Linked DNA regions of Triticum aestivum: region 1 is linked to region 2. Evidence: chromatin contacts called from public Hi-C data. All regions are on one chromosome and are shown on one strand. The core of a region is the stretch at or near the end of the contact, and the rest is flanking DNA. Distances in the headings are between cores, read along the strand shown.

Evidence for each region. Hi-C and Micro-C count contacts between places; a contact is called where the count stands out from the background.
Region 1: a contact with region 2 is called in a Hi-C map of leaf, with 6 times the contacts expected there. The contact joins the promoter of LOC123070211 here to the promoter of LOC123070205 in region 2. A contact is called at or near these places in 2 of 5 Hi-C or Micro-C datasets (both in leaf).

Annotation. Positions count from the first base shown.
Region 1 is chr3B:431,249,448-431,253,547 of IWGSC CS RefSeq v2.1, reverse strand. It overlaps LOC123070211 (probable isoprenylcysteine alpha-carbonyl methylesterase ICMEL2), which reads right to left and starts at 2,073. Exons shown (of 11, transcript XM_044493286.1): 1 at 1,566-2,073; 2 at 602-678; 3 at 239-389; 4 at 82-156. The coding sequence starts at 1,984.
Region 2 is chr3B:430,693,473-430,697,654 of IWGSC CS RefSeq v2.1, reverse strand. LOC123070205 (dual-specificity RNA methyltransferase RlmN) reads left to right here and starts at 2,068. Exons shown (of 9, transcript XR_006433536.1): 1 at 2,068-2,348; 2 at 2,446-2,548. It overlaps LOC123070206 (a long non-coding RNA gene), which reads right to left and starts at 1,925. Exons shown (of 2, transcript XR_006433546.1): 1 at 1,142-1,925; 2 at 1-700.

The DNA of each region.
Region 1 (4,100 bases), core at 824-3,323, 560 kb before region 2:
CAAGCAAATAAAAAGTGAAACAATTGTTTCATATTATTAACAAAATAATATGGAGTGATTTCAACGGAAATCAAGCAGCACCTGTAATCAATGCAAGCAACTATGATTCCTCTCTCAGCCAACCGCCTGCCAAGAAGGGCACCCCATGCCTTGTAACTGAATTTCGAGCAAGGTTGTCAACAAATGAAGTCGCCGTGAAGGATTAACGGAATGCGTAGTTGCAAAAATATCAGCTCACCCAATAATCCAGGCCCCACCAGTTACAAAGGCCACCACGGGACAGGGTCTTCTATTATCTTTGGGTATATACAAATCTAACCTGTTTCTCGGTTGTTCTCCATAAACTATACTTCTACGAACCTGACTTGAAAAGAAATAGTAATATCCAACTGCAGTAAGAAAAGAATGTTTTCAGAATGCTATAGGATATCGATGATACCATATTCTAATGAAATGAGCCAACAATCCAAGGGTCCATTCAAGAAGCAGAAGACCTCATGAACATCAGAAATAACAAAGAATATCCATCCACATGCTCCTTGATGTGCATAACAAAAACTAATAGCGCAATCCCTGAAATGGTAACCTGTCTGCAATATACCTTGCAAAAAACCTGGCATAAGTAGAATGGCATAGACTGCAAGGGCAAGAAGCTGCCTCATCCAGCGGTAACCTAACCTGAATAATAATAAAATTAGAACGGGAACAGAAAAATATCAACAGTGATTCTATTCATCACTACATTCTGACAAAAAGGGTGAAAATTGTCAGTGAATCTTAACCTATCAAGATGGACGTAGTTTTGAACTACAATAAGGGCAAGAATTTGCATGGCCTCCCCATGCCATACTTCAAAATAAATTTCCTTAATATATTCCCAGCAATTTTCAGTACGGACTCATAATGCAGCATCAAAGGGATACAAACACAATGAGCACACAACCTGGCTTTGCGCCGCTAGGATGCACACAACCAACTACTCTAGTGAATACATGACAGGCTTATTTATGTTTCAGCAGAACTGCTTGCAAGATCGTCCCCCCGATGCATCTCTTGGAGACGGTTATGACAGAAATAGCTGTATTGTTGTAGTAGCAAAGATGCGAAACACGATTCTAAGGCAGATAAAAGCGATCCCCTCCTTGTTCCGTCTTTTACAACGAAAAGGGCCAAGATCTTCAAATCAAGATGGATACAGGTTTTTTATTTGTTTCTGAACAAATGGTTTGTTATGCAAAGACAAAGCCCGCACGACAGGGAAACAGTTATGTGGTCCCCGAAGCTTAATTCTAGTCCATGTCCCTCACGCAATTGCGTGATCAAACAACCTTGTGGAGTTGGCTTCTCCATAGGGATTGATATGAAGCTGCCTTGGCAACTCAGCCATCTCAACGACCTCCGGGCATAAGGAAGTTTCCAAGTAGAACTGAAATTTTGGGTCGCTACAGGAGCATCAAAACCATCACCACTACCGTGCGTGTTGCATCATAGCGATCGCCCTCGAGTTGGAGTGCCTCGTGGCGATTGAGACAGTGGAGTAGCTAGCGAGGAATTTCGGTGATTACCCGAGGTACTGGAGCAGGGTGAAGGTGAGGCGCGTGACGAGGTAGGTCTCGGAGGCGGCATGGCCGACGTCGTGGCGGAAGGACGACTGCCTCCTGGGGCCGGCCGAGCCCTGGGGCCTCGGGGACGCGGACTGCACGGGCGACGAGCGGCGGCGGCCGGCGGAGTCGCTCCGCGGGAGGAGCGCGTCCGCCTCGCGCGCGTCGTCCCCGGAGGGGGGAAACTGCATTGCCATTGCGTGGCGAAGGCTCGGGAAGGTCCGCCGGGCGGTTGGGAGTGGGAGATTCGAGTTGGTGCGGAAGAATGGAGCGGGGAGGAGGGGCGCGCCTAAATAGGAGGAGGAGGAGGCGGGCGGGGAGCGCGAGCGCGAGTGCGTGGCGTGGAGGGACGCGTGGGGGAGGCGGGGCGAGCGCAGCAACATGCCGCAAATCCTCGTTTGCCTCCTTGCTTCGCCATTCTTCCGGCGTGGGCGGACTTTTGCAGGCTGAGAACTGGGAACCGGACGAGGCTTTCGGTGTCCAAGGTAGTCGAGTTGGATACAGCAACACGAATGCTGTGACACTGTCGAAATTCGAAAAATTATTTACTCGTGGTAGGAGTACTACTCATCGTGCGTTATGGTCAGTTGGTCACACACAGAGCATATGTCCTTTGCCAGCAAAAGGATGCGTAGAAGGCTCAATGATGGATGACGAGCACAGCACACGACGCTGGGGAGGCTCAGGCCCCAGCAAGGAAATCTCTTCCGTTATTAGAAAATTAGAAATTTGAAAGAAAAAAAATGAAACGATGACAACAAACACGAGAGTGTGTACCTAAATGGCCCGATGATGCAATTTTTTGTATGGGCTAAAATGATTGGTGAGTGGTGTACCGTGGTAGGGCCGCGTATATGATTGTGGCGTGAGGCAGGGGAATCTTTGCAGGTTCTAGAGCTTCGTTTGCGGTCTCTGGAGCGAGGCGTAGCTGGCTTTAGGGTGCGGCTGTGAGGTGAACGCCGCTGCCGTCCGCGTCCGGCTCGGTGGGCCCGCGATTACGTGTCGCCGCGCCACGCGTTAGAACCCAAGTGACTTTGCTCCTAGTTCCCGACACGGCTGGCCGGCTGATGCGACTCATTGGAAACGTGACGCTTCACGTGGCAAAAGGCACAAATTTAATCTCACGAAACTATTTCACAAACTAAACCGTTTTTAAAAATATTTCACCGAATTAACCTTTAATGTGCAGCGTCTGATAGATGCGGCGCCTAACACTCAGGCGTCATAGTGCAGCGTCTACATGTAAGGAGCTGCACAGTAGGGTGCAACGTCTTACTATCGGGCGCTGCACAAAAGGGTCAACGATGTGATTTTTTTTTAAAACAGTTTGGTTTGTAAAACACTTTTACTCTGAGATCAATTTTGCCGCTTCACTTTCCTCGAACGAATTCCTCAACAAGCCTGGACCCATAATCTTGGGATCCTTGTAACTTTAGAACGTTCGTTTATGAAGGTAGCACATAACGATTATGTGACAGTTTTAGTTTTGATAAAGTGGTGAGGGATGGCATTCTTTTCAGAGAATATATCAGTTTCTTCTTGAAAATAATTTTCATTTAAAAATTGTCCCTGTTTTATCTCTTATCGAAATTTAGGGTCTGTTTGGTTGAAGACTAGTGTGGCCAAGCCAAAGTGTGGCTAGCCACACAAATATGGCAAGCCACACAAGTGTGACTAAGAAATTGGACGCCAAACTTTGGCAAAAGTTGGTAAAAAAATTGTCTCTTTAACAAGTGGGCCATAGGGGCAATAAAGTGTGGCAAGCCAAAGTGTGACAAAAAACCAAACACATGCTTGTCAAACTGTGGCTGCCAAATTTTGGCTTGGCAAACTGTGGCCGGGAACCAAACAGCTTCTAAAATTGCCATCACACATGGTTCACTGCCACCCCTCTCCCAGTGAGCGAACGTAGGTAACATTACCGCAACTTTGTCCTCTTTTGCACGCAGGAATGGGGCACGTAGATTTTCAGCCGCCGATCTACGTTAATATTTAAAGGACATGACTAACATCCTAACGTTTGGAATTTAGGGGACATATCCGGACGATCCTTTCTATCTCCCTCACACGACCTCCCATGTATGCATGCATGCTTTTCTATTTGTGTTTTCATCAATCCTTGTTTAATTAAAATCTTCTAATTACATCCATGTAGAAAAAACGAAATAGATGATGTCAGCAGATTCTTTTTGGAGATTGAAAATCAAAATGTTTTGTAGCTCAAACCATCGGCCGTATTGAAAAATTGTCTTCACATAAAAGATTCATCGCAACGAAACCTTTGAAACTAGATCCCATGTTGATATGTTCTAATGGTTTTTTTCGGGTAAAAATTTACCACGCATGTGCTACTTAAGTTATCACGACTGTGACACACAGTTACCAAGCTGTTTTCATAGGAAATACCGGGCATAAAAAGATGGTATTTTAACTTTTCTTCTCATGTGCACATGCATATATGCACTAGACGACAAAACTATGATGTTATCCAAGATTCTC
Region 2 (4,182 bases), core at 819-3,318:
CAAATCAAAGCTTACATCATGAATGTTGCTAGGTGAACAAATTTTTGAATGGGCAAAGTGAAAAAATATTCAAGATCTTGCTGGATTTAGAATCAATAATATCGAAGTAAGCTCAAATGATGAGAAGACATGACGTCAACACATTCACAGTAATAGCTGTGAAAGTAGAAGAATGATACCATAACACATCAGTCAAATGTTATAAGAAGACATGAAAATTGTACTTTACTGAAGATTGTCCCTCTTTCCTGCCTAAAGGTTGGTCCTGGGCTCCTGATTAAAAGATGCAATTAGGAAATGAGTATATATTTTCTTTGCAGATTCAATACCATCACCGCGTATATCAAATTAGACTACATCGAACACACAAATAAAGCATCCATGCAATCTGTTTTATAATACTGACTGTGTTGCTGGTGAACCAACGATCTCAATTTCTAGACACCCTGGTGTTTTGCATTTTGCAAAATCAGAAGAAGGGAGCGAAACAGAGCACCTTTGTCATTATCGACATTGACGTTCATGCGAAGCTTCTGATGGTGAACCAACGATCTCAATTTCCAGACACCCTTGTGTTTTCCATTTTGCGAAATCAAAAGAAGGGATCGAAGCAGAGCACCTTTGTCTTCATCGGCATTGACATTCACGCGGAACTTCTTGACAAGGTAAACGCACACGGGCATCATAAGAAACATGTACACTGCTGCATGAAGGAAATCCAGAATGCAAAAAATTTAGTGCATGGATATTACTCTAACAATGCGCATGAAGAAAAACAAATCTAAGTCAGTCATATACAAACCTTTGACAAGCAGAACAAAACCTAATCTGGAGGAACTAATCAGAAGATCAAAAGCACCTTCCGTCCATGAAAGGTGGAGACTAATTGCTCGAAAAAGGCTTAAAAGTTCTTTAAATTGTATTACACTGCTTCGTGGATTTATCTTGTAGTAATGTTGCACAGTTTTAGAGGTGATAACACATACGATGATTAGATATATGCAATTTTTCAATGTTGCCCACACTAGATATAACTCTAATATTGCAACCGCTGTGGGCTTCTACTAAATCTGAGATTAGCTTTAACAAATTTCAGGTTAAACAAAGCTTTGGATACACCGTACGCTATCTATGTACATACCTAGCAAGTAGAATTCTCAATATCAAATCAAGCACTCCTGGGTTCCAGGATGAGATCTTCCTGCCGGATCTTTCTCAACATCAAATCTGATTGCTAGGCGATGTCCACGCTGCAGAATATCACATCCTATCTGCAACCCATGAGATAGACCATCGAGGTGGGAGTAGCAACAATGGTGTGCTACAGGCTTACAACAATGCGTCGCTCCTTGACGCAACCCTTTTTGCCGTCCAGCGCGCTCGCGGTGCCTCAAAAAATGCCGTCCAAATCAGGATCGGACGCAAAATAACACACTCAAATCGGGATCCAGAGGACCTGGACAGGGCGTCATTGGAGGGGCATGCATCCCACGGGGGCGAGCTCCATGACACGGCCATGGCAGCACCTGTGGAGAGGACCTGCACACAGTTTAGACTTTAGAGGAGAGAGAAAGGTAGGGAAAAAGAGGAGAGAAGGGAGAGAGGCGGCCACGGCGGCGGCATCTTGCTGGCTGCTCCAGGCGAGGTCGGAGAGGATTACATGGCGGCGGCGGAGAAGATGGGGCTGGGAACCCTAGCCAGGTTGGAGGAAGAGAGAAAACACGCGGCGTTGATCGAGGGAGGAGTTTGATCCAGAGAGCGACGACCCATTAATTTTCTTAAAATCAGTCATTTGTTTCCCAATAAATGTGATTGAGCCATTCAAGGTAGGGCTAATTAATTTAGACTTGATCTTTAGAGATTGATTGTGATTGATTCTTTCATATAAAAACATTACTAAATAACTTACGCCAACATGAAAAGTTCTGATCTGTTCAGATATTTTTCGTTGTGTGAGAGGATGAAACGAAATGGGGTGGGAGGAGGGGACGAAAAAAACTAGCGATAAAAAAATTTGAAATAATGAAATAAAAATAAACCGTGAATACTATTCAACTAACTCAGACATTAAAAATAAAGATATGGCATAAGATGGTTTGAAATGCAGGATGTGTCCAGCGTCAGATAAGAGGGTCCAAAGGAAAATCCCTCCGCGGAACCATACCAAACCAACAATTCCTATGGCGGCGCTGCCTCTTCTCCGGTGGGGCGCCTCCTCCCTCCACGCCCACTTCTCCCCTACCCCGCCGCGACGCCTCTTCTCCGCTCTCCGACAGCCCCCTGCCGCCGGCCGCTACGAGCCAGGCTCCAGGGTCATGCTTAAGGGGATGGACTACCCAGAGCTCGAGGTAAGAGCCCCCTCTCAATCTTCAAGTTTCGTAGATTCGTCTGTCAGCCATTGGCCTACCCTTGTGTTCGAGCTGATTTTGCCACGGGTTTCCTCAGAAATGGGTGCAGTCGCAAGGATTCCGACCGGGACAGGCCATGATGCTGTGGAAATGCCTCTACGGGAACAACGTCTGGGCGCATTGCCACGACGAGCTGGCTGGTAGGTTTGAGTTTTATTTCTTCCCGTGAATTATCGTCGGCACTTGAGAAATGCGGGGCCTGGTGCGAAATCTGAAGCTCAGTCTGACAAATGATACCACAATTTTCGCCAAGAATAACGTCTTGCTCAAAACTTGAGACCTATAGCTGCTAGTCTGTTTTTTACTACTTGAAACGTGCCTCCTTCAGTTGTTCTAGCATACCTTGATACAGAATCTTCAACTGGTTTTTTGCAAGAAATATTGTTGGAAACATAATTTCGAAGTGCTATCATAGCTAATGCTATTATTTTCCTTGTGGGGAGATATCTGGTTTTCTTTTGCTATTTACAATGCATCAAAAACAACAGTATGAACATCTGCAAGCATATCCTTTGACTGTATTAAGTTCGTGCTAGCTAAATTGACTGCAGAAACTACTTCATGCCGGATGACTATTTTCACAAAAAGTTCAAAATCACCAAGTTCGTTATCCATGAAAGATTTAGGTTCAGTACTAGTTTTTGAATCACTATATCTATCACTTAACTGGTGTTTAACATGATTTCTATTGCTTCATCTACGATACATAATTACTATTAGAGTTAATCTTGTCTTTTACCAAAGAGATGCATGCATGGAAGAGCAAGAAGTCAATTTGAGTTTGGTAAAATGTGTTAGGATATTCCTTATGTCCTGTATTAGCAGCTTTTTAAGGATATTTTGGTCTTAGTTGACTTGTAGTTAAGGAAGATTAGATAAGCTGAGCTGTACACCCAGGCCCCATGGTGGACCCGCCTCTGGCTGCCTAGGTCGGTTATCGTAGCAGTTCGGTTACTATAGCACCGACCTAAAACCTCTATATAGAAAGAGGCACCATATGTAGAATAATGTAAGCTTGTTACTACTGATATAAACCTACAGAGCTTCATACTAGTTACTTGTGTGCATGTGTTTGAGAAAAACAGTAAGCGAGGCCTTGGTGAGAACCTGGTAGTTCTAACAATTACTACTAACTAAGACCTAGAAAAAAATAGCTTACAGACGAAAGAAAGGGGAAATCTTTTTTTTTTGGGGGTAGGGGTTGCATTAGTACTGGCTACCCTGCACACCCTATCGATATGAACCTGGATATATGTTGTTTCGGACTTTTCGTAGTTACTCTATTCAGCAGTGATTTTAATACTTGAGGAAGCATGGTAGCAGAACTGTAGAAGTGTGTGAGATCCAGGTATATTTAGGTTTGTTTTAGGCTATGTACATTAATACTTTAATATGGATGCAATCTATTAAGAAAGGCATGATAGAAGATATTTGGATGTCACAGAATATGTTTATTTATGAAAAATGATGTATTCTGAGCAGTTGGTTAGTATCTCCAAAATTCTTTCTTGCTTTGTGGGCCATTTGTGAGTATTGGCTGTACTGTGCAAACTTATTAATCCTTTGCAGTTTCGTGTTTGAAAAGGAACATCTTGGTACTGGAGCATTCCAGTGGTCAGTTCCGGAATTCATGTGTATTTAATATATAGAAATATATACAAGAAATATAATGCGAAGAAGAACAAGAAAAAAAAAGACGAAGGGGTGGATTCTGGCCAGGCCTAGCTCACATTGTCTATGTGTCCAATGAGACCAGGCTGACTAATGGATGCAA